Linked DNA regions of Hordeum vulgare: region 1 is linked to region 2. Evidence: chromatin contacts called from public Hi-C data. All regions are on one chromosome and are shown on one strand. The core of a region is the stretch at or near the end of the contact, and the rest is flanking DNA. Distances in the headings are between cores, read along the strand shown. Region 1 holds the start of LOC123403406 (copper methylamine oxidase-like). Region 2 holds the start of LOC123402893.

Evidence for each region. Hi-C and Micro-C count contacts between places; a contact is called where the count stands out from the background.
Region 1: a contact with region 2 is called in a Hi-C map of leaf, with 7 times the contacts expected there. The contact joins the promoter of LOC123403406 here to the promoter of LOC123402893 in region 2. A contact is called at or near these places in 5 of 6 Hi-C or Micro-C datasets (leaf, seedling and an unstated tissue) and 1 of 1 datasets of contacts at active chromatin or transcription factors (embryo).

Annotation. Positions count from the first base shown.
Region 1 is chr6H:324,609,938-324,613,094 of MorexV3_pseudomolecules_assembly, reverse strand. LOC123403406 (copper methylamine oxidase-like) reads left to right here and starts at 1,765. Exons shown (of 12, transcript XM_045097341.1): 1 at 1,765-2,233. The coding sequence starts at 2,098.
Region 2 is chr6H:324,010,072-324,012,886 of MorexV3_pseudomolecules_assembly, reverse strand. It overlaps LOC123402893, which reads left to right and starts at 1,280. Exons shown (of 5, transcript XM_045096860.1): 1 at 1,280-1,576. The coding sequence starts at 1,495.

The DNA.
Region 1 (3,157 bases), core at 516-3,015, 600 kb before region 2:
TATATTTTTTTTGCATTAATTTTAGTCTTCTACCACTTAGGCCATCTTCAATAGTTGTATGATCATCGTTGGTAAAATTACCACATGGACGATTTGGATGACATGACACATAATAAAAAAAATGAAACGGTATGAACTTGGAGCAACGATTCAGGCACAGACTCCGAGGCAAGATTGTCATTTCTTCAACATTTAGTGGACCCGTTTAGTTATTTTACATACGGTTAACATGCAATCCACTGAAGAGCTTGTATGATGTGCTGTTGGTTGCTGACGTGAACATTAATAACAACAATTGAACGTACAGACTATTGAAGATGCTCTTATCCATACATTTTTAACAGAGTTTCCGCCGCAAGGCATCATCTAGTAATAATAATAATAATAATAATAACAACAACAACAATAATAATAATAATAATAGTAATTATCTTTCATAATAATAAAGCGCGCACTGCTTCTGTCGTCCGTCGTCGGTCATCTTGTAGAAAAGTCCTCGCAGTTTTAGGTAATTAACCCGTAGTCCAATTTTAAGTCACAACGAACCGTTTTTTTGTCATTTTGCAGAAACGCCCTTATAGTTTTAGATAATCAACCCGCAATCCATCTTTTAGTCACAGCCGAACCGGTTTTTTGCATTTTTCAGAAAACTCCCCGACGTTTCAGGTAATCAACCCGCCCTCCCTATTTAAGTCAGCTGAAACGTTTTTTCGTTTTAACAAAAAAACCGACTTTTCAGTTAATCTATCCATATTTTATCTAAAACAAAATTATTCATATCTTTTAAACCGTAACTCTGATTTTAACATGTTATATATGAAATTTGATTGGAAAAATGTGAATCTAAATAAGATGTCATTTTTAGCTCTTGAATACTTCTTAAATATTATTTTTGATGCAAACTTAATCTGTAGTGCACAATCTTTTTTTTCTCTTTTTCCGACGACCATACGAATTGCAATAAACATCCATTGAATTAAAACCAAATTGAGAGGAAAGAAAACATTGTTAACCACACATGCACATCTTTGAAAAATCTCGTGGGGAGAAACAACATATTTCTTATCTTATTCCGAGTAACTGTACTTTTAAACGCGTTTTCGTTGTGTAAGCACTGAAACCATCGTCGGTAACACAAATGTGATGTCATGTGAAAATATATTGCGTTCAGAGCGTGTGTTATTTTTTATTTCGTTGCAACACACGGACCTTTTTGCTAGTAATAATAATATACTAATAATAAAACGGCTATTGCTTTCGTCGGAAAACCCACCACACCATTTTTATAAAAAAGCCCTTGTAATTTTTGTTATTCAACCCGCGCTTCAATTTCTCATTATGGTGAAATTAACAATGGACGGGTTGATTTTTCAACAAAATAGGATAGGACTAACTGCATTAGTTTGTTAGCTTATTATTTTAATAAATCAAAATAATTATAAAAAAATTAAAAGCATGTGGGTTTTTTTTTTCGTTACAACGCACGGGCTATTTTGCTATAATAATAATAAGGCACGCTATGGCACGAATAATGCTACACTTACAGGAAATAGCTACGCACTAAAGTTACGGACGCAACGTGGCTTCATTTAGTTGGAAGACTTAACGCATTTGTTCTAAACTTGAGTCCCGCAGTTGCATGGCTGCATGCCACCTCAGTCCGTAGGCCGAATCCGTAGGATTCATCCCGTAAGTATAGTATTATTCCTATGGCACCAAGCGAGCCCTTGCCTCCGGCCGTCATCACCGTGACGGTATCACCGGCAACCCAAAAAAACGAAGCACACCGGTGAAACTCCCACCAGAACCCCAAAACCCCTCCTCCGCTTCCCGTCTCTCCCCAGATTGCCCACTCGCGGCCGAGACGCCAGCCCCATTCCGCGGCGTGGAGCCCCGAATTCCCAATCTCAAAAAAACCCATCGCGCCTCGCGCACACGAGTGAGTAGAACTGTAGAAGCAGCCGAGGAGGAGGAAGCGGGTAAGGCCGTGGAGGAGGCGGAGGGGCCAGTGCTGGGTGTCCGATCGTTGCCACGAGAGGTAGAGGAGAATTGGAGGAGGGCGACGAGCGGGAACGATCAGGTAGCAAACCCTCTCCCATGGCTGTCTCCGAGGAAAAGGCGCAGGGATGCCGCAGCAGCGGCGCGGCCGCCACTCCCGTGACGCCCAACGGCGGCGCTGTGATAGAGGAGATCACGGATTCCCCGTCCACCACCGCTAAGGCCTCGTCCAAAGGTATATACAGTATGATCGGTAACCGCCATCGCCTCCCTCTGCTGTGTTGGTTGCTCTGCATCTGCTGTGCATTCACTTGGATCACGCTGCTACTCGTGTGCCCGTTGCTGGATTTGGTAATACGAGACATCTGATGCCCTGAATTTGTGATCATTTCTGAACTTGATGCGGGTTATCTTCCAGGAAATGTTAGGGGGGGGGGGGGGGGGGGGGCTGACGGGTGAAGTGCCTTGATACATTATAGAAGGTGTATGTATGTGCACTAATCTTCTGTTGATCGCGATCACCCTCATGAAATCCGATCCGTGCGTGAAAATACGTTGCATACGGTTGCTGTACTGATTCTCTTGGGCATGAACCGTACTACTTGAAACACGGATCTTAAAGTGGTAACAGAGTGTAGTTTGAATTTGCGTTGGGTCTGTGGTTGCGTTGTTGAAGCATTGCAAACAATGCCTGGTGGTAATTACTAGTTCAGATTTGTGTAATAACCCAAGGACAATGTTGTTTGTTTGCTCCAACACGCCGTAAATAACGTCGGTATAATAGCCCATGTAGAATGTTGCTGCAGACTGAGCACACTATATATTCTGCTAAATGAATAAATGATGGTGCTGGGATGGAAACATATTTTTTATTTTATAGATTCATCCTGTGATAGAGCAGTTAGTGTTTGGAATAGGGATATTCTGCTAAATGTTTACCCAGCATCTATCTACTTAGATAATCCTTGCAGTAATTACTAATTCTCTTTTCGCGATATGGCTAGGAAGAGGACTATCTGGATTGAGATAGTGATGTATTTTATGAAGGCATGGGAACCTTTTTGTCTATCGGAGATATGGCCATTATGGGAATACTAGAATGTTTTGCATGGAAGGTGGCACCAAATGATACACAGATGACTCAAACACATGCTGTGCA
Region 2 (2,815 bases), core at 31-2,530:
CCCCTCCGAAAATTCACGGCCTGAAGTTCTTGGTTATGGTAGAGTTTTTGATCTCTCTGGAGCTCTCCTTCACGATCTGAAGCTACCATAGTAAATACTCAACCAAGGGGAGGCGACGCCACCATGTACAGGCTGGCGCACTCATACTAGGCATCGTCTTCTCTCGTGGAAGCGCAATTACAGATATGCTTCATTTGATCACTACTTCATATTATAGGTTCAATCATGCCAATCAATGTGATTTGTAGTACGAGTGTTCTCCCTCGTATCAGTAGTCATACCACATGAAAAATTATCCAAAAGGAGTCAACTGTGGGGCTAGAGCTGTTTTTTAACATTGCCCCGCCTCCCTCCCTCCCTCCCTCTCGCTATCTCTATCTCGCTAATCCATCAAAACATCTAATTCCTCACCGGTTTTGTTCATTTGAGTTGAGAAGTCTTCTAGTGAGTAAGTTTCTTTCTAGATCCGTGATTTTTTTATCCATGGATATTTTCTCGCATTTTGGATTTAGGATAGTTTGGTATTTTTTCGATCCCACATTGATTTTAGACATTAGTATTCATAGTTCTCACGTCCAATTGTTCGTTTTTGGATGCATGAACTTTTTTGCCACATAAATTCATGGAATTTCATCGTTTTTCCAGAGAAGATGAATTGGATTTTTTGGCAAGAACAATGGGAAGGGCACCACAGAGGGAGCCTCGTGTGACTACTCCCGCAGCTCGTCCAAGCATCCATTTTTATGCAGGTTTAACCTTTCCAAATATTTTTTTTAAACATGGTTTTGAACATTTTTGAGTACGTGTTAATCATTTTTTTTTGTTGGCACAAAACATATTTTTAAACTATGTGAACAATTTTTACATTGTATAAGCATTTTTTATATGTCACAAACAAATGAAACGCGTGAACATGCTCTAAAGCGTAACATATATATTTAAATTGTATGGAACATTTTTTTAATTACACCACCATTTTTACATTGTATTTTAATTTTCAGAAATGCCACGTACTCCCTTCTTTTCTAAATATAAGTATTTTTAAAAATTTCACTAAAAGACTACATACGGATGTATATAGAGATACTTTAGAGTATGGATTTATTCATTTTGCTTCGTATGTAGTCCTTTAGTGAAATCTCTAAAAAGACTTATATTTAAGAACCGAGGAAGTACATTTTATTGAAATGCATAAAGATTTTTAAAATGTCACAAACCCGACATTTTTCTGATGCCGTGTACTGGGAGCGCTCCACGGGAGGGGGGAGGGGGACGTCATGCGTTATTGGACCGGCCCATCTACGTCGAGGGATTACGCAGAGCTGTTGACTTGGGTGTCTGGTCCGCAGTCCGCTAGCGGATCGATCCGTCCGACCACGGATTGATTCCCCTCCCTGGTCGCCTATCCGCTGACGGATCACGCCGGCTGGCCGCCCGCCCGCCCGCCCGCCGCCGCGAGACCCTGCCGGACTGCCGGTGGGCAGGTTTACTACGATGAGCCCTCCTCCGCCGTTGCGTCCGACTCCCACTTACAGCCTGCTTCTGCTGCTCTTCTTCTCGCTAACCGCATCGGCTGGTACGAGCAATCTCCCGCGCGCCTTCTCGTGATCCCATACGCTTATTCTTCTTTCCTTTGGTGTATTATATGTTGCTGTTAACGATGATATATGTGAGCTTTTTTAGTTATATCGCTGAGTGATTCTTGAATCTTGATGGGTTTTAGTGGATCCTTGGTGTGTTATGCGCTTAGTCGCTGGAATTGTTGTGTAGGTAGTTGGTCTCTCCGAATTTGTAGGTTTAATGAAGTTTGTGAGTTAAATCTTTATATTGCTGGAAAGTGGTTCAGAAATGACCATGATCTATGTGCATTTTAGGGCCGCATTCCCATCCATGACGAGCGATTGTATGAATTATCAGTTCATACAGCATAGGGCTGGAAGATCTGTTATCACCCATGTTTATATAACGTATAAATTTTGGGAAACTCTTACCTTCCACCGGCGGATCCAAATAAACTGTCCACCGCTTCCTCGTCCGTCGGATCTTACTCCATCTAACCCCGCGTCAAACGATTTTTGAAACTGGGGCACAGTTTCTGAAACTGGGCAGTTGTTTCAGAGAAACTGTCCAGTCCGTGCCTCCGCCCCGACGACCTCGCGTCGCCGGCCTGCCCCGCCGTGGTGCGCCGCCGCCGGCCGATCCTGCCGCCACCGGAGCCCCAGCCACCGGCGCTGGAGCCCCCAGCCATCGCCGTCGCGTTCCTGCCGCCGGCCGACTCGCGTCGGCCCTGCCTCCCCGCGCCAGACCGGATCCCGGCTGGGGTAGTGCTTCTGCAACCTGACTTTGTTTGCAAAAAATCCTGAAACTCGACCGTTGTTGCAAAAAATTCTTCCGTAAAAATACCTATGTTACAGATAGACGAAGAAAAAAAATTTCTGCAACAAGCAAATTGTTTCTGAAACTTGACCGTTGTTTCAGGAATTAACGGATTCAAAGTTTATTTCTTGCAACAAAGCGAAAGTTTCTGCAACTCGAGCGTCATTTCAGAAAATAACTACTGACCATGCGGCGGGATGCGGGCACGTTAGATCAAACGGCTGTTAGCTCGGGCATCCAACGGCTAGCTAGGTGACGGATTATTTTTAGAAATCATCCGGCGGACGCGTAACGTTCCCCATAAATTTTACAGTTAGAAGCATTGTTGTCCTATGCTTTACTAACGTCAGTTCTTGGCATTTCTGCTGATCACAAGACAGATGAACAAAGTACTTTCTGTGAACTCAGTAGCTTTAAGTTTTTGCTTGTATATGAGCCC